Linked DNA regions of Mus musculus: all the other regions are linked to region 2. A link is a contact called in public Hi-C, HiChIP or PLAC-seq and promoter capture Hi-C data. All regions are on one chromosome and are shown on one strand. The core of a region is the stretch at or near the end of the contact, and the rest is flanking DNA. Distances in the headings are between cores, read along the strand shown. Region 1 holds the start of Myo15b (myosin XVB). Region 2 holds the start of Atp5h (ATP synthase, H+ transporting, mitochondrial F0 complex, subunit D). Region 3 holds the start of Cd300lb (CD300 molecule like family member B). Region 4 holds the start of Caskin2 (CASK-interacting protein 2).

Region 1 (4,194 bases), core at 1,335-3,834, 440 kb after region 2:
AGGGCCCAACAGGCCTCCAGGGCCACGTGAGCCCTGGAGATCACCCTCAGTGGCACTGGGTGGATGACGGAGGCACCTTCCCTGCCCACCTACTGTCCTGACCTACTGTCTGTGTCCTTCCACAGCAGAATGACTGGGACAGCACCCAGGCTGTGGGATGATCACACACTACTGAGGGCCTTGCCAGCCCAAGCCGGGCCAGGGGCTGCCAGTGCCCTGGCCACCTTCCTGTTGCTGCTCCTGGCCTCAGGAGAGGGGAGCTCCCACCGGGGCCGCCCCTCCTGGGCCCTGTCTGTCTGTCTGTCCTGACCCTTTTACCAATGTTGCACAGTTTTTATTTCCACCCTCTTTTGTAGTGGGCTGGGTTTTAAATTATAAATTTTAACCACCTCAAGTAAAACTGAGTTTTTAATAAACACCTTGTTTCGTCTTCACTTTAACAACCTGAGGACCCGTGCTTCTCTGTGCTTCTGGTCCATCTCCAGCCGAGAGAGAGAGAGAGAGAGAGAGAGAGAGAGAGGGAGAGAGAGAGAGAGAGAGAGGTTCAGAGAACTCCCTCTTAGAGTATTTGAATCACCAAGCGTTGCTAACTTTCCAGGAGTAGGGGTGACTATGCAGCGTCTGTCTGTCTGTCCCTCCTCCTAAGGTCCCAGGAACAAACTGAGACCTTATCTGCCAGAGTTCACCCTGGGGGAACGAGTGGGTTTATTGGATTTCCTAGTAGAACACAAGTGAGGGGTAACCTCCCCTCAACAGGCCACCCCTGAAAAGCCTTTATGAGAACTCCTCTGTAGTAATACAGAGGCACATGACCTGGTGGGTGCAAGCAATTAGGGCATAGTTGGTAGCAGGAACACCTGGCTACTTGGTTGAGGAACACCCCCCTCCCCCAGTTTAGCTCTGGCTGTCCTAGGACTCGCTCTGCAGACCAGCCTGCTGGGAACTCAGAGATCCACCTGCCTCTACCTCTGAGTGCTGGGGTAAAAGGCCTGTGCCAGTACCACAGCCCACAAACTTCAGTGAAAGAGAGAGAGAGAGAGAGAGAGAGAGAGAGAGAGAGAGAGAGAGAGAGAGAGAGAGAAACACCATCAGAAGGAGCTTGATAGCACAGGCTCACTTGGGAGGCAGTTCAGGCTAGCCTGGTCTACATTGCGAGTTCCAGGACAGCCAGTACTATGTAGAGAGACCCTGTCTCAAAAAATAAAAATTAAAATAAAGGTAAATAAATATCCACCAAAGGGCCTACAAGTTAGCTCAGTGGCACTTGCCACCAAGCCTGACCACTTGGGTTCAGTCTCCAGGCCACACAGGTTGGAAGGAAAGAACTGACTCCTGTAAGCTGGCTGCTGTCTGATCACACTCAAGGACTGTGGTATGAGAGTACACAGTGTGCAGGTGCATGCAGGCGTGCGAGCAGGTGCGCACACACACACAAAGAAATACAACTAAAAATCCACCAAGATCCCAGCACTTAGGAGGCAGAGGCAGGCAGCCAGCTGGTCTAGACTGGTCTACACAGTGAGTTCCAAGACAACCAGAACTGTACAGTGAAACCCTGTCTTGAAAACAAAACAAACAAAAATCTATCAATAGCAACTAGTTAGACTACAGTGCATGAATTCGTCATGATGCTGAACAACTGAAAAGACAGAGGAGAGAAACTAAGTGTTTTACAAAACCCCGGGGCCAGGCAGGGTGGGGAGGCCTTTCATCCCAGCACTTTGGAGGCAGAGGCAGGCAGATCTCTTAGTTCAAGGGTAGCTTGGTCTACAGAGAGAGTTTCAGGACAGCCAAGGCTACAAAACCCTGTACCGAAATTAATTAAAAGGGCTGGAGAGATGGCTCAGTGGTTAAGAGCACTGACTGCTCTTCCAGAGGTCCTGAGTTCAATTCCCAGCAACCACATGGTGGCTCACAACCATCTCTAATGGGATCTGATGCCCTCTTCTGGTCTGCCCAAAGACAGCAACAGTGTACTCACATACATGAAATAAATAAATACCTTGTAGGCAAGCCTTTTGAATGAAAGAGCATTGCACAGTATTCTCGATGGGTGGCAGTATTGTAGCCAATGAGGTTTATCGAAGACGTGATTATTGCTAATTGAAAAAGCAGTGGGGGGAGAGGGGCTGGAGAGATGGCTCAGCAGTTAAGAGCACTGGCTGCTCTTTCAGAGGTCCTGAGTTCAATTCCCAGCAACCACATGGTGGCTCACAACCATCTGAAGGGAATCCAATGCCCTCTTCTGTTGTGTCTGAAGACAGCTACAGTGTACTCATATAAATAAATATATCTTTAAAGATAAAAGAAAAAGCAGTGGGGAGGGCTAGGCATGTAACTCGGTTAGCAGAGGACTTGGCTGGAATCCACAGGGCCCTCCTCAGCCTTGTAGGGAAAAGATCCAGGAAGATCTCCTGACAACTAACGGTACTACTCCTTTGGGGCTGGAGAGCCAGCAGAGCAATGCTGGAGGACACTGGCTGCTCTTCTATAGGTCTGGGATTTGATTCCTGTCCCCCATGAGTCTAGTTTCAGTCCAAAAGTGTGCACAGTTCAAGGTATATACTCGTATCATATCCACTTTTTAGTAAGTTATATTTCACAACGGAAAAGAAGAGAACGCCCAAGTGTCCCCTGCCCAGTCCCATAGCCACAATCCCTTGTCTCCTGGAGAAGCCCCCATGTAAAACAACTTCATTCCGCCCCTCTTGGCAGGCCGGTAGTGAGGCTGAAGTAGAGCCTGGCTCCTCAGTCTGGCCTAGTGCCAGGCTGACCTGCCTGGCAAGGAGTCATGGCGTCGTCGCCCTGTCCATGGCCTTTGTCCACAGCGGCAGCGTCTCCTCTTTCCTCCGCTTCCACTCCATTGTTGACCAACCGGGTCAGGACCCGCTGCCTCCTGCATTATTGATGATGCTGCCCAGGAGGGGAGACTCCAGGAGGGGGACAGATTGAGCCCATAACCCTGCAGGAGCAGAAAGCATCTATAGCAACCGAGGCCTCAGGGCACCCATGGGCAGTCAGATCAGATCAGAAGGCAAAAGGATCAGGACATCGGGAAGTCAGTCATGGGCAGAAGTAAGGGCAAAGCGCCCCACCGCCGGCCTCGACCTGGAAGACCAGCCTCAGCCGAGCTGGAGTCTGGGTCCGCCAGCGCCGACTGCGCCCCAAGCCCGGACCGCAGGCCTGCCCGCAGCAAAGCCCGCAAGAACAAGCCCGCTACGGAGCACGAGGCCACTGGAGGCAAGGGGACCGCTGGAGGCCAGAGGAAGCACACCGGAGAGGGGAACCACCGCTGCAGAACATCACAGGAGACCCAGGAGAGGCAGAGCAGCTCGCAGCGTCTGAGACACGGACCCACGGAGAGCCGTGACTCCGGGGACAGTTGTGGGGAGCACACGGAGGAACAGGGAATCCCCAGGGAAGAAGTGAGGACAGGCAAACGCGGCCGCCGCAGGAGAGGAAAGGATCGGGGACCTTTGACTCGGCGAGGTCACGGAGAGACTCCTGGCAGGGATGGGGACACGTCGGGCGGGGATGGTGGCAGCTCGTGTCTGGACAGTGAAGCCCGCGAGGCCCAGGACAGCAGCAGCCAGGGCGGTGGAGCCCCGGAGCGGCCACCCAAAATGGAACCTTCGGATCCCAGGTCAGAAGGCGCTCCAATCAGAGGACCCAGCTCAACTCAGGTACAGGGCAAATGCCCTGGCAGCAACCATCCAGGCAGCGAAGGACACGCCTTGGAGCTCCAGAGCAAGGAAGGGTCGTCGGGGACGGGGCCTCAAAGAGCGAGTGACGATTCCCGGACAGATACAGACTCGAGCCCCGGGTGGGCTGGGCACAGACATCTCCCACAGAAGATCCCAGGAACCTCAAGTGGCATCCCTGAGTCCCAGGAGATAGAGCTGGGGAGGGAAGCTGCAGCCTCCAGCGTCCCCAGAGGCTCTCAGAGTCCCCAGGACTCTAGCGCGATTGTAGACACCAGTGATGTCGGGGCACAGCCAAAGGCTGAGCTGCTGGGCACCGAGCCTGAGACAGCGGGGGCTCCCGGGGCTCAGCTCCTCCAGGTCGGAGAGGTGACGAGAAAGGCGCTTGTGGTTGCGGGAGAGAGCGACGCGGGAGCCAGAGAGCGATCGCGTGCAGGGGACCCAGGGCCCCGGGACCGGACGCCACTGGCTGCGCTCGTAGTGCTGCGCAGGC
Region 2 (4,440 bases), core at 841-3,340:
GAAGACTCACCTTCTTTTCAAAATCATCCACCAAGCCAGGCTTGGCCACATTGGCCCTGTAGTAAGCCCAGTCAATCGCAGGTGGTTTCTCAGACAGACTAGCCAACCTACTCGTATGGAAAAGGAAGTCAGCATTGTTATTCCCGGACTGGAATGAGCAAAAGACACTAGTTACACAGCAACCTCCTATCCCTGACACACTGGAGTGTCAAGCACACTTTTATCTGAAGGGCCACCACAAAAATGCTTTCATTTGCAGAACACATTGTTTCTTTCCTCTTGTCGAACTATTAGAAATGCCTAGCTAGGGCTGGCAAGATGGCTAAGTGGGTAAAGGGGCTTGTTGCTAAACCTGAGGACCTGTATTCAATACCCAAGACTCATCACATAGTTGAAGGCAGAGAGCCAACCCCACAAGTTTTCCTTTTGATATGGCACACACAGCAGCAGATTCGAACTCATATACTTACTAAATACTAAGTGGATGTGATAAATGTCAAAACATTGCTTCCAGGTTCAGCATCAAGGATGGGGGCTCCCTCTTACAGCATACTGACCTGGCGTGGAAGGTCTCATTCCAGGACTTCAGGGCATTTCCAATTGCCTTCTGGTTTTGGGGCATGACCTCCACAAAAGATACCCAATCAATGGTTTTTAGAGCAAGTTTACGCCCAGCCATCTTGGGATACTAGAAAACAAAACAGCGCCTTTGGAGAGAACCCCTGAAGGAGACCATTCCAGAGAAATACAAGTCGTTAAGAGACGGATCAGCTCAAGCATTTGATGGGTATATATATGCAACAGATGAAAGAATTCGGATTTAAACCAGGAAAGAGGGCTAGGGATGTAGCTAGTTGCTAGAATGCTTGCCTGGCATGGACAGAGTCCTGGGTTCCCTCTCCAGCACCAGAAACACTGAGGTAGAGGCAGAGAATCAAAGTTCAAGGTCACATGAGAGATGTGGGAGCTTGTCTCAATACATCAAAATAAAGCTCTACAACCCAGAATATAAACATGTTCTCTCCTACCAGGCTGCCCTTCCTCTATCCCAACTCATTTCTATTCTTTGCAGACACTTCTAAAGGAAGTCATAAGCTGCCCAAAGGCTAACTAAGCTACTGTGTTTTGGCCACTGACTCTCCACCACAACCCCGGCCATTCACTCGAACTGTCCTGCCCAGGTCATCCTGTCCACAGCACACATACTGTGCACTTTCAGAGGCATTTTTACACAAATGATACTGTGAAAAGAAAGTGACTGAAGCGGTCTTGAGACCAAAACAAGACGAGATACAGAAAATAACTATGAAGAGAGCCAACCGAAAAGTGGAAACCATCTACACAAGCTCTGAGTGGGGGATACCTTCCTATCGATCAAAGTTGTCAAATGCCGGTCTCTCTCCTTCCTTCCTTCCTTCCTTCCTTCCTTCCTTCCTTCCTTCCTTCCTCAGTACAGCTTACGTCTCTAAGAGACAGAGACAGAGACTAAGACAGTTGTCAAGTGAACTAAGGATGCCAGAGAACGAAGTGCACTGGAGAAAGCAGGAGTTACAGACTTTTTGTTATCTGATTCATCTCTAGCGCTGGTTGTTTCTCAGACAAATTGGCCAGCCTGCTCTCATACACAGGTCATAAGCATAGAGAATGACCAATAGTTAATTAGATCAATCGGTAAACCTCATGAGGAATAGGAATCCTCCATTCGAAGGGAAGGACGTAGAGTTGAAGTCTGCTAGGTGTCTTGTCCTCTCTGAAAGTTACCACCCTAACTCTGTGATGCTTTCCCGACCCCTAAACTCCACTCCTGAGATCGCCACACAGTGTGAGACAAAAGTCTGTGGCAACATCTAAATTCACGGTGATTGGCTAAGTCACTGCCAGGCCCCAGGCTCGCCCCGCGGGAAAGCGAGCAGGGCAAAGCAGTGACCTCGGGCGCTCTGCTAGCGGGGCAGCTCGAAGGCCCGATGTCCTCCGTGGAGCTGGAACAAGTGTGGAAGCGAGGTCTGGAATACAATACAAAAGAGTCCGTGGAGATTCGACCCAACACCTCAGACCCCACTCACCTTCACCGACCCCCGGCGGAGTGCTCTCTCTCCAGCAAGCAAGGAACGGAAGAGAGTTGCCGGAAGTTCTCTCCTTGGCCAATCCGAACGAGCAATAGGCGGGTCTCATGTCACACTTCAGCCAATGAGCATGGAGTCCCGTCCTGGAAGGCGGGCGCGGCGCCTGCGCCGTCGGGGTCCCTTTTCCCCCTGCCCCACGCCCGCCGATGGGCCGGCCCGGCTCTCCCCGCCGAGGAGTCGGCCGGCCCGGCGGCGCGCGGGCAGCGGCGGCCCAAGATGGCGGAGCTGCAGCTGGACCCGGCAGTGGCGGGGCTGGGAGGGGGTGGCAGCAGTGCGATGGGCGACGGCGGCGGCTCGGGCCGCGGACCCCCCAGCCCTCGCCCTGCGGGCCCGACACCCCGCGGACACGGCCGCCAGCCCGCCGCCGCCGCGCAGCCGCTGGAGCCCGGGCCCGGACCTCCGGAGCGGACGGGAGGCGGCGGGGCCGCCCGCTGGGTCCGGCTCAACGTGGGCGGTACCTACTTCGTGACCACCAGACAGACCCTAGGCCGGGAGCCCAAGTCCTTCCTCTGCCGCCTGTGCTGCCAGGAGGACCCGGAGCTGGACTCCGACAAGGTGCGCCCCGCCCTCGGGCGCGCCCCCGGGTGTTGGGACCCATTCCAGGCTGGTGCTCCGATCTCTGGGACGCGTTTCCCTCCAGCGGGTCCTGCAAACCCGGACTTGAGTCCACTCTCTTCCCCCCGAGTTAGCACTGGCCACCTCAGAATGATCTCCCGTCCCAGTTCTGCCCCATCTTCAGGCACACTCCGGTTTCCCTTCGCACCCCGCTCTTTTCTCAGCTGCTCCTGCGTGGAGTTGTCTACCTGCACCCACGGGAGCCCCCTTCGTGCTCCTGTCACATTCCCTGCCCCTCCTGGGGACCACCCCTTCTCAGATCTGCATGAGTTTTTCTTTGGCTCCCGGGCGGCCCCCTGCTGCTGGTGCCAAATGCATTCAGAACTGGGTCAGGGTGAATGACCACATCTTGGTCACTTTCGGAGGACTCAGGTCCTGTTCCATCCCTGTGTAAAGTGGTATTAAACTCGGGGTTTAATGATAGCGTCCACTACTGAAGGCTGCAGGAAGTGCTTGTGATACATCCTGTGGTGGTGATAAAATCCTGGTCCCAGACCTTTTGTGCCGTAACAGTCACCGTTTCGGTACATTTTTGAAAGTAAATGCACTCCTTGGAAAGATGGGCTGATAGGTTAGGACCCAGAGAATGTGTAGCGTCAAACACAGGGTTGAGCAGTGGCAAGACGTCATTCATTTCCAGTTTGAACTGTAACTTTTGCAGGTTGACCTTTGACTCTCAAACGCATCCATACCATAAAGCACTCCCATGGTTAGTAGACTTGCATAAACCCTTAATCAGTTTCATCTGTTCTCTGATACCAAATTGATGGGAACCTTAAGAGATTCCAGAACTCCTGTTTATAGGGAATTATTTTTATATACCCTAAATCTTCCTTATGGCCAACACAAGCCAGTTTCTTGTTTCTTTTACTGTAAAGATGAGTAGGATTAAAGTTGCTCTGAGCCAAGTCCTGGCAGTACCAAGCTTCCTCTGGGCACAGAGATAGGGTGTGTGAGATTGCAGCTGCCAGTGCAGACTCCCACTGATGTTGGCCTTGGGCTCAGGAGAACTGCCAATAGAATGGAAGTTTTCTCAGAATTAGGACTGTAGTCCAGGGGCAGTGAAGGAGTCAGAACGCTTAACACAGCTATGAGATTTCCTTCATCCCCTCCCTGTAGCTGGTACCCTACAGAAGAATGTTAACAGAATGTGGGTCTACCCAGTAAATAAAGGCCTGGGCAGTGGGAGTGACTGTGCGTCTAAGACATCTGACCTGAAATGATCTTAAAGCCAGCCTCTGGTCAATAGTTTAAAATAAGCAAACTGTAGCAAAACCGGCTCAGTAAATAAATAAATAAATAAATAAATAAATAAATAAATGGTTTTTAGCTGACATAGTGACTGTTGCCTGAGTGCCCCGGCGGATTAGGGAAATGCTATTTAGAAAATGTTGCTTGGCTGTGCTCGGTTGACAGGACGAGACTGGAGCGTATCTGATTGACAGAGACCCTACCTACTTTGGTCCTATCCTAAACTACCTCCGCCATGGGAAACTCATCATTACCAAGGAGTTGGCAGAAGAAGGTAAGGCCACCTGTCTGGTTTCAGACTTGTGGTTGATTAGAGCTGCTTCGAGGACTTCCGGTTTGGTTTGGGATCGCCCCTGAGCTTGCGCAGGTGGGAGAGTTAGTGAAAGTAAGCGGGTAGCCTCCAGCTCCCGGGCTTGTGCAAACGCCTGGAAGGAGGCTGTGCGGAGCTGGG
Region 3 (3,914 bases), core at 114-2,613, 490 kb before region 2:
AATTGATCACTAAAAGTGACAGCTGCCATGGGCAAGAAGAAGATCGCCAAGAGATCCAAGATCAAGTCCTTTGTGAAAATTTACAGCTACAGCCCATACCCACGAGGGACTCTGTGGATATCCTCTTGAATGAAACTGTTGTCAACAAGGGTGCCTTCAGAGGCTCAGCTCTGAAACACAAGGCCTGGGGAGGCCAAGGTCAAATTTGAGGACCAATAAAAGACAGGGAAGAACAATTTTTTTTTCCAAAAGCTTCACTTTTAGGTGTGTTTTTGTTTCCATTGCTAAAAAACTAAAAAACAAAAACAAAAAACACCCCCCAAACCAAAAAACCCATCCCCACCAAATCCCACAAAACAACAAACAAGCAAACAAAACTCCCCAAAACTAACCAACCAACCAACCAACCAATCAAAGAGTGTGAATGTGAGCGGGTGATCCTGGAGGTACGGACAGAGTGTGTAGATGTACGGACTGTGTGTAGATGTGCAGCCTTTGAGTATACTAGTGAGCATTGCTCTACTTGTGTGCAAGCCATGGCAGAGCTCACTCTTGGCCTGCTTGGCGTCTAGGAAAGCCCGGTGTTGAGGTTTAGAGTGCAGGCAGCTAGTTGGGGGGCCTGGATCTCAGACACAAGCCCAGTGGTACAGGCACCCGCTATTGTCCCTCGTTTTACCTTTATGCAGTTGCAAACTCACATTTAGCCAGTGTCCCCTCAGTGACCTGTCCACTGAGTGCTCCCTTTGCATGGGTGTGGCAGCTGCTCTAAGCCTGTAAGTCCTTCCCCCAAGCCATGCCCTCTCCCCGGAGTGCATGTTCTGCTTGCTGCAAGGGCTGTAAAGATCTGCTTCCTTCTGAGGTATGGAAGGAGCTGGCTCAGGAGAGCTTTCTGTAGCTCCCTCCGTGGTACCAGCTCTTTCCCCTGAGCTCTTTTTTCTTGTGCTTCTTCCTGCATGTCTCACCTACAAGAGCATCTGGAATCTCCTTTAATGGTCACCTCCATTTCTCCTTTCCCTTCACGTCCCCAGGTCCTGACCCATGCCTGGCACAGTGTAGAGCCCAGCGTCCTTTTGCTGAATGAAGCTACAGAGCTACCCCACATTTCCCTGAAGGTGGCAGCTCTCCTTAAACCTGGGACAGAGCCCTCTATTGCCACTCTACACCTGCAGTCCCAAGCCCCCCAGGCCGTAGCTGAACATACCTGGAAAACTGAGAAGAAGCAAAGCTGGGGACAGCCACATGGTCCTGCCTTCCCACTTTGCTGCACTCCTTGATGAACAGCCAGCAGCAAATCCAAATCTCAGCGGGATACCCAAAGCCCTGGAGATCTCAGCTGACTCGTTCTGTTTGTCCAGGTTGCCTCTGAGTGTCTTACTCATAAGCTTCCTTTTATAGCGTGGGTGTTTCCTGCCGTCAGTTACTCAGCACAAGAGACATCAGTTAATGCCAGAGCTGGGTCACTCAGTAGAAACGAGGAGGCCAGGGAACTGTGCAGGGCAAGCAGAGGCAAAGGAGGGAAGCCTGTAGACCAGTGGTGGGGAAGTCTGGACAATCTGGTCTTGGGTTAAGGGGTAGAGCACTCTGGATATTGGATCCAGAAAGGTTCTATGCTATAATGATGGGCCCAGCAGCTGAGAGTCTCAGCTCGTGTTAGTGGGCTGTGCTCAGCACACCTGGCATTGGATATTTAATCCCCAGTAGATGATGTTCCTTGGGTAGCTTTAGGAGATATGGCCCTGCTGGAGGAAGTATGTCACTTTGAGGTTTCAAAGCCTCCTGGCATTCCCAGTAGCCTCTCTCTGCACCCTACTTGCGCTCTCACCTGTTTTGTGTCTGCTGCCTGCTGTCAGGATTCCCTACCATGATCGACTCTAATCCCTCAGAAACAGAAGCCCAAATCAATCATCTCGTCTATAAATTGTCTTGATATGGCAGTTTTGTTCGTTTTTCCAAAATATTTTTATTGATGATTTGGGAATTTCACATCATAAACCCTGATCAAGCTTAATTCCCAGTCTTCTCAGGTCTGCCCCTCACTCTTGTGACCTTTCCTGCAAAATGAAGGAAGAGGAGGGGGATAAAGAGGAGGAGGAGAAGAAAGAATAAGAAGAGGAGGCAGAAGAGAAAGGAGGAGGAGGAGGAGGAGGAGGAGGAGGAGGAGACAGACAGAGAGAAAGAAAGTAAGAAAACAACTTACACTCATTGGAACATGGTCACACTCCCAGTGGCCAGCCCCTTAAAGAAAATTGAGTCCTTCTCTGTTTGTACCCCAGCTGAGGCCATCAATTGTGAGAACTACAGTTCCACATCCTCATCACAGTTTTTAAGACTTCTTTTCAATGCCATTCTGTCTAAACTGTTACTTTTTTGAGGGGTGTGGTAGAGGTAGGATTTGTCACAGACTCTTTCTATGTCACACTTTCTCAATGAGTCTTCAGCCATTGATACCACTGAAAGAGTAGCTTTCTTGCCCTTCACAGTCAATGGAAGCAGGGATCATGGACTTCCACATGGCTTCTGGCAATGGCATGGACCACAGACATCCACACAGTCTCCAGTGGCAGTACAGACCCCAGACATCAACATGACCCTCTGCCACAGCATAGGGTATGGACACCATCATAGCCCTGCCAGCAGCACAGGCCAAGGGCATCAACGTGGCTGCAGGTGTCAGCATGGCCCTCCAACATCAACATGGCCTCAGGTAACAGCACAGACCATGGGCCACAGACATCAACACAACCCCCAGCTACAGCAGGATCATGGATCTAGACCTGGCCCTCAGCAGTGGCAGACCCATGGATTCTGTTGGGTTTCAGACCTGGGACAAGCAGCTGAGGTGCATAGTTAATATACCAGAGTGGACCTGGCCCCCAAGTTCTCCTAGCACCCCTCAGTCTCTGCCTGTTATAGGGCATGGCCAGCATACCCCACCTTCTCTGTGAGCTTTTCATCCCAGGGGCTGGGCTTCCCCTCCCCAGGAGCTCTTCCCTATACAATCCAGACATTTTGGTCTCCCTCCTCTCCCTCTCTCTGCATTTCCTCTCCCTACCTGCACATGCTCTTTCTCTCTTTCTATGGCCCCTCCCCGTCCCTCTGTCTCCCTTCTCATGGTGACTTTCTTGGGACCAGTGAACCTGCCTGAGAGCTGCACCCAACAAACCTGCCTTTATTCTTTGATTTGGCTCATTTCACCGGTGGAGAATAACATCATCTGGTGCAGAGAAGTTGAGCTCCAGCCCCACCTGGAAATGGGGGACTGAGATTCTTCCCCTCATCTTTCTCTTCATCTGATGAGATCAATTCTGGACTCCATGAGCAACCACCTCCCAGCAGCCTTGGAGCACTGGGTTCTCCTTCCAGGTCTCCAGACCCCTGGGATTCCCTGCCAAGGGCAAGCCAGAACAGAGTCTTTGGATTCAAAGATGTTTGACCTGAGGCTTCCTCATCCTGCCACACACACACACTCACACACTTTATGACCCCAGGCTTATGTTCAGAGCACTGCATAGTTGAGCCTTTGGGTTCCAGGGAAGGCTGGGAAAATGGACACCATTGTGGCTAAACCTCGACTGCCAGACACACCACCAGGCTTTATCTAAATTGCGTTTGTTTCAGACCTTGTACAGACTTTAGTCTGAACTCCACACATCCAGGCTTTTTTTTTTTTTTTTTTAAGAAATCAGTTTTTTGTACCCCCTTCAAGAGTGACTGGGCATATATGTCTTCAGATGCCACCTATCTCCACCCCCATCATGTCCATGCCGTGGTAGCAGCAATGGTGGCAGTGACAGAACAGCCTTGGTCCTTTAAATTGCCTGTCACACCCACTTAACTACATCAGAGCCAGCAGGGTGGGGGACAATATATACAACACATGGCTGGTCACCATCTTCACTATGGGATAAGTAAAG
Region 4 (3,932 bases), core at 772-3,271, 390 kb after region 2:
GGACGGAGCCTGGCATACAATAAACAATCAAAAGCAGGAGCTGAATGTGTTTCAATGCGGTCCCTTTGTAGGCAAGGGCTCCGTGGTTCAGAGCTGTTAAGTGACTTGCCCGGAGACACAGAGCAAGAAGGGACCCTTTTTCCTCCCTGGCTCTGATACAGAAGCACTTCTTGTCTACAACAGCACGGTCCTTCTTCCTCAAGTCTGCAAATCAAAGTGAGCCCCCTGCCACCTCCCCCTCACCCCGGCCTCTCTCTGTGGCCCTCAGTACTCAGAGAAGGACCTCAGCTGGATGGCCACCCCACCAAGGACTCACTTGTTTTTGCAGCCTTCACTTTAGCCACCAGTTTCTGCACGCAGGTCACGTCTCCATTCTTGACGGCAAGGATAAGGTCCTGTTCACGACCCATTCTGATTACCGGGTCAGGCTCTGGGACTTCAAGGTCCAGGAAGAAGCAAGGGACCGGCCCAGTCAAGTGTCAGTTCGCCATGCCTCAATGCTTTGGAGGACTCCTGGTCCTGGGGGAACAAGTCTGGTGTCTCAGGCAATGGGCTTCTTGTCAGGCAGAGATATAGTTCCCTCAAGGTGCTCTGGGAGCTGCCACCACAGGCAGGAAAGCCGGTCCCTGGTGGGGTGGAGGCTGTGTGGAAATCTGGCCTGAGATCAGCTTGCAGCTTCCGACAGCCCTGGAATGGGCTGGGACTGGGCCCGCCAATCTTCCTGGGTTAGCGCAGAAGCACCAGTGCCCACCCAGAGAGCAGTCAGCATTCCCTCTGGCGTGAGGCAGCAGCCAGGGACAAGTCCTGAGGGTCTGGAAAAGATACACGTCATCCAATGAAAAGCTGGGTTACAGCCAGGAACCGGGACAGAGAAGATGAGCAAGATAGAACCTCTAGGGAGTCCCAAATCACCCTAGATGCCCAAGGAGCCTTGGAGTGAGTCTAAGCCACTAACGGAGGGGAGGAAGTTTCTGTACTTGAGAGAAATATATCTCGCAAAGAAGAGAGGGGCAGCATTCAAGGAGGGAAAGGCTGGGTTGCCTATGCCCCATGGCACTGGGCAGCACCTCAACCTTGGGCAGGAGGGGCCCTGGCAGCAGGAGACACTGGTGTAGGCAGGGCCAGCAGCCCATTCTCCACAGCCCCAGGCTCTGACACCCACAGACAACAGGCGGGGCCGGGAGGTAGGGCCTGGGAGAGTGGCACGGGCAGATGGTAGGGGTCACTCCCTGTCCAAGGTGTCTGCAGCACACTCCTCACTACCAGGTCCCTAGAGGGTGGACTGGGTGCTTATGTCCCTCACTTTCTGGGGGAGATCTACCTGTTGGATCGGAGAGATCTACAGCACCTGTTGCTAATCCTTTCTCACTGCGTCTGTGGTGGGAGAGAGCAGCTGGGTAGAGATCCAGGACAGAGAGCTTGGACAGGCTGGCCAACTACCTCCCAAGCCTGAACCTGAAACCCCAACTCGACTTCCCGCACAAACCCTTAAGTCAGTTCCTCAGTGGCGGTGATTTTGTTGCCAGAATCTTGTGGCAAGAGACTCGTGCAGGCCTGGGGGCCCAGGTGGGGAACCACTCATTCCTCAGAAGTTCCAAGCCCAAGCCGGAGGGCACTCCCCCTCAAAGCCCGCGACCCGCACTGGGAGAGAGTGCTCCTGGCAGTGCCTGGGGTCGGCTGGCTCCCCCTCCCCTTGGAATGCCCCTCTAGCGCGGCGCAGCTCCCCGCAGCCAAGCCCAGATAAGGCCGACCCCGGGAACAAAGCGGCAAGAGGGACCCGGAGAGTCAAGCGTCCGAGGAATAGATAGAGGAGAACGAAAAGGGGGGCTCGAGGAAGGCGGAAGGAGCAGAGAGATGGAGGAGCCCGCCGATCAGACAAGAAAAGTTAGTTTGCGTCTGCTCTCAAGGGTCCTGACCCCTGGCCCGGGACCCGGCAGTCTCACCTCTCCCGGCCGCCCCGCCGGGGGTCCGGCTGGCTGTGCTCAGTCTCAGGCACTCTGGACTCTGGTTCTCACTGTCCCCCGCAACCCCTTTCTCCTCCTTTCCAAGGCCGGCTCGGCGCCTCCCGCAGGAAATCCCGCCCCTCCCCCCTCCCTCCCGCCGGATCGGGAGCCGGGGACCGTCCTGGCCGCACAGTTGGATTGTCAATCAACACCCTGGTCCCCGCCCCATCTTCACTAGGCCCCGCCCCCGCCAGCCAGTCCAGAGCCGAGCCACTGGTTGGATCAGCGCATGCGCGCAGGTGAAGCTGCTTAGGGGTGCAAAGTGGCGGGTGAGAGGCGGGGTGGATGAGGTTTCGTGCTGCTGTGTCCTGTCCGGGGATCCCGAGAGAACTGGGTTCTGGTCTAGATCAAAAGGTGAAGTGTGAATGTATAGGAGAGAAAATAGGATGTTTTGGCAGTTGAACCTGAGGACCCCCCCCCCCCACTAGGGGTGGGGATCACTTCCTCTTTGCCCCATCCTTTCCCGGGTTGCCCGCAGCGACCTTCGTCCACACTCAGAGACCTATAGCTGCTGGCTGGAGCAACGGTGCCACCTAGTGGTGAGCGTCAGTGCGACTCAGGATGTCACGGCGGGGACCCCAGCCTCGAGGAGGTGCTTTCGGAGTCTGGGGTGGCGATTCAGCACCAGTGTGAGCCGGACAGCGCCTCCACCCCTGGCCTTTGAACCCTGCTTCAGAGCCCCTAAGAAGAGATTTTTTTTTTTTGGCCCACCGTGAAGGAACTCCATAAGTCTTTGGTCCACTCCTAACATTCCCATATGGCCTCCAGTTTGCAAAGCTGGTGTCTGGGGGCTCACTGCTCTCCTCTCTCTACGCATCTCTTTCCTGCTGGTGGTAGGACACAAAGACATTCAGGGCTGCAGAGATGAGAGTAACATATTTGATTATCCATGCTACATCCAGTAGCCAGGTAAAGTTATACTAAAGAAGGGAGGAGCCCCCAGAAGCGCTGGAAACGGAATAGGTGAGTTTTTGCACATCTGGAAACCTGCACATCGAGCTGGGTCCCGCGGCCCGGGGTACACGTGTGCCGACAGGTGTTAGGACACACACGGGGCAGGTAGGAAGGCGCGAGGCTCGAGGGTGGCTTTATGATCCCGAGGAGCGAGCGGGTCGAAGGCGCTAGGACCGCGCGGAATGCCGGGGTGGGCGGGGCTTCGCGGTGCGCGCGCAGCCGCAGACAGCGGCCCGATGGAGCCCGAACCCGAACCCGGGTCGGTGGAGGTTCCCGCGGGGCGTGTGCTCAGGTGCTACCCGGCCCGGGGGATGGCGTGGGGTGCGTGGGACCCGGGAGCGAGCGGGGTGGCCTCTGTGCTGATCACGTGTTCCCGGCTCTCCCCAGCGCCTCGGAGCTCCGCGCCGCGCGCTCGCGGTCCCAGAAGCTACCACAGCGGTCGCATGGCCCCAAGGACTTCCTCCCGGACGGCTCGGAGGCCCAGGCGGAGCGGCTGCGCCTGTGTCGCCAAGAGCTGTGGCAGCTGCTGGCGGAGGAGCGCGTGGAGCGCCTGTGAGAGGGGCTGGGCCGGGCCGGGTCAGGCCGGGTGGGCGGAGGCCGGGGACTGCCCGTGCAGACCGAGACGCCCCTTCCCCACTCCTCGCCAGGGGCAGCTTGGTGGCCGCGGAGTGGAAACCAGAAGAGGGCTTTGTGGAGTTGACGTCTCCTGCGGTGAGCGGCCCGGGCATCTCCGCGGCTGGGGGACCCCCTTCCTCTGTCCGCTTAGCTGCTTTGTGACACTTGGTCTGCTGCCGCACAGGGGAAATTCTGGCAGACCATGGGCTACTCAGAGGAAGGACGGCAGCGACTTCACCCCGAAGAGGCTTTGTATCTGCTGGAGTGTGTAAGTGGGGTCCTGGAGGCGTGGGGAAAGGGGTCCCGACTAATGGAATGGGAAGGATACGGTTTGGTGGACCAGGAGGAATTCAGAATTAT

What was found. Promoter capture Hi-C pulls out the DNA fragments that hold promoters and counts their contacts. A called contact is a pair of places that touch in the nucleus more often than the background predicts. HiChIP or PLAC-seq counts read pairs in DNA pulled down with a chosen protein or histone mark.
Region 1: an H3K4me3 HiChIP or PLAC-seq map of bone marrow-derived macrophages shows a contact between it and region 2, with 2.4 times the contacts expected there. The contact joins the promoter of Myo15b here to the promoter of Atp5h in region 2. A contact is called at or near these places in 4 of 39 promoter capture datasets (the HPC-7 cell line, cranial neural crest, liver and 1 more), 1 of 484 Hi-C or Micro-C datasets (embryonic stem cells) and 5 of 115 datasets of contacts at active chromatin or transcription factors (bone marrow-derived macrophages, large pre-B cells, memory CD8 T cells and 2 more).
Region 3: a promoter capture Hi-C map of the C10 cell line shows a contact between it and region 2. The contact joins the promoter of Cd300lb here to the promoter of Atp5h in region 2. A contact is called at or near these places in 1 of 39 promoter capture datasets (the C10 cell line) and 1 of 115 datasets of contacts at active chromatin or transcription factors (pancreatic cancer cells).
Region 4: a Hi-C map of erythroblasts shows a contact between it and region 2, with 2.2 times the contacts expected there. The contact joins the promoter of Caskin2 here to the promoter of Atp5h in region 2. A contact is called at or near these places in 1 of 15 datasets of contacts at CTCF or cohesin (embryonic stem cells), 10 of 484 Hi-C or Micro-C datasets (B cells, CD4 T cells, CD8 T cells and 5 more), 8 of 115 datasets of contacts at active chromatin or transcription factors (T-cell acute lymphoblastic leukemia, bone marrow-derived macrophages, double positive thymocytes and 5 more) and 2 of 9 other capture datasets (liver and pancreatic islet).

The regions. Positions count from the first base shown.
Region 1 is chr11:115,855,341-115,859,534 of GRCm38.p6, forward strand. Myo15b (myosin XVB) reads left to right here and starts at 2,585. Exons shown (of 64, transcript NM_001384233.1): 1 at 2,585-4,194. The coding sequence starts at 3,066. It overlaps Llgl2 (LLGL2 scribble cell polarity complex component), which reads left to right. Exons shown (of 26, transcript NM_145438.2): 26 at 126-440. The coding sequence ends at 133.
Region 2 is chr11:115,417,829-115,422,268 of GRCm38.p6, forward strand. It overlaps Atp5h (ATP synthase, H+ transporting, mitochondrial F0 complex, subunit D), which reads right to left and starts at 2,091. Exons shown (of 6, transcript NM_027862.1): 1 at 2,064-2,091; 2 at 558-688; 3 at 11-107. The coding sequence starts at 679. It overlaps Kctd2 (potassium channel tetramerisation domain containing 2), which reads left to right and starts at 2,298. Exons shown (of 6, transcript NM_183285.3): 1 at 2,298-2,678; 2 at 4,155-4,263. The coding sequence starts at 2,340.
Region 3 is chr11:114,933,008-114,936,921 of GRCm38.p6, forward strand. Cd300lb (CD300 molecule like family member B) reads right to left here and starts at 1,364. Exons shown (of 4, transcript NM_199221.3): 1 at 1,202-1,364. The coding sequence starts at 1,241. It also overlaps the pseudogene Gm11699.
Region 4 is chr11:115,811,571-115,815,502 of GRCm38.p6, forward strand. Caskin2 (CASK-interacting protein 2) reads right to left here and starts at 2,022. Exons shown (of 20, transcript NM_080643.2): 1 at 1,944-2,022; 2 at 317-812. The coding sequence starts at 410. Tsen54 (tRNA splicing endonuclease subunit 54) reads left to right here and starts at 3,169. Exons shown (of 11, transcript NM_029557.1): 1 at 3,169-3,249; 2 at 3,345-3,509; 3 at 3,605-3,668; 4 at 3,757-3,840. The coding sequence starts at 3,194.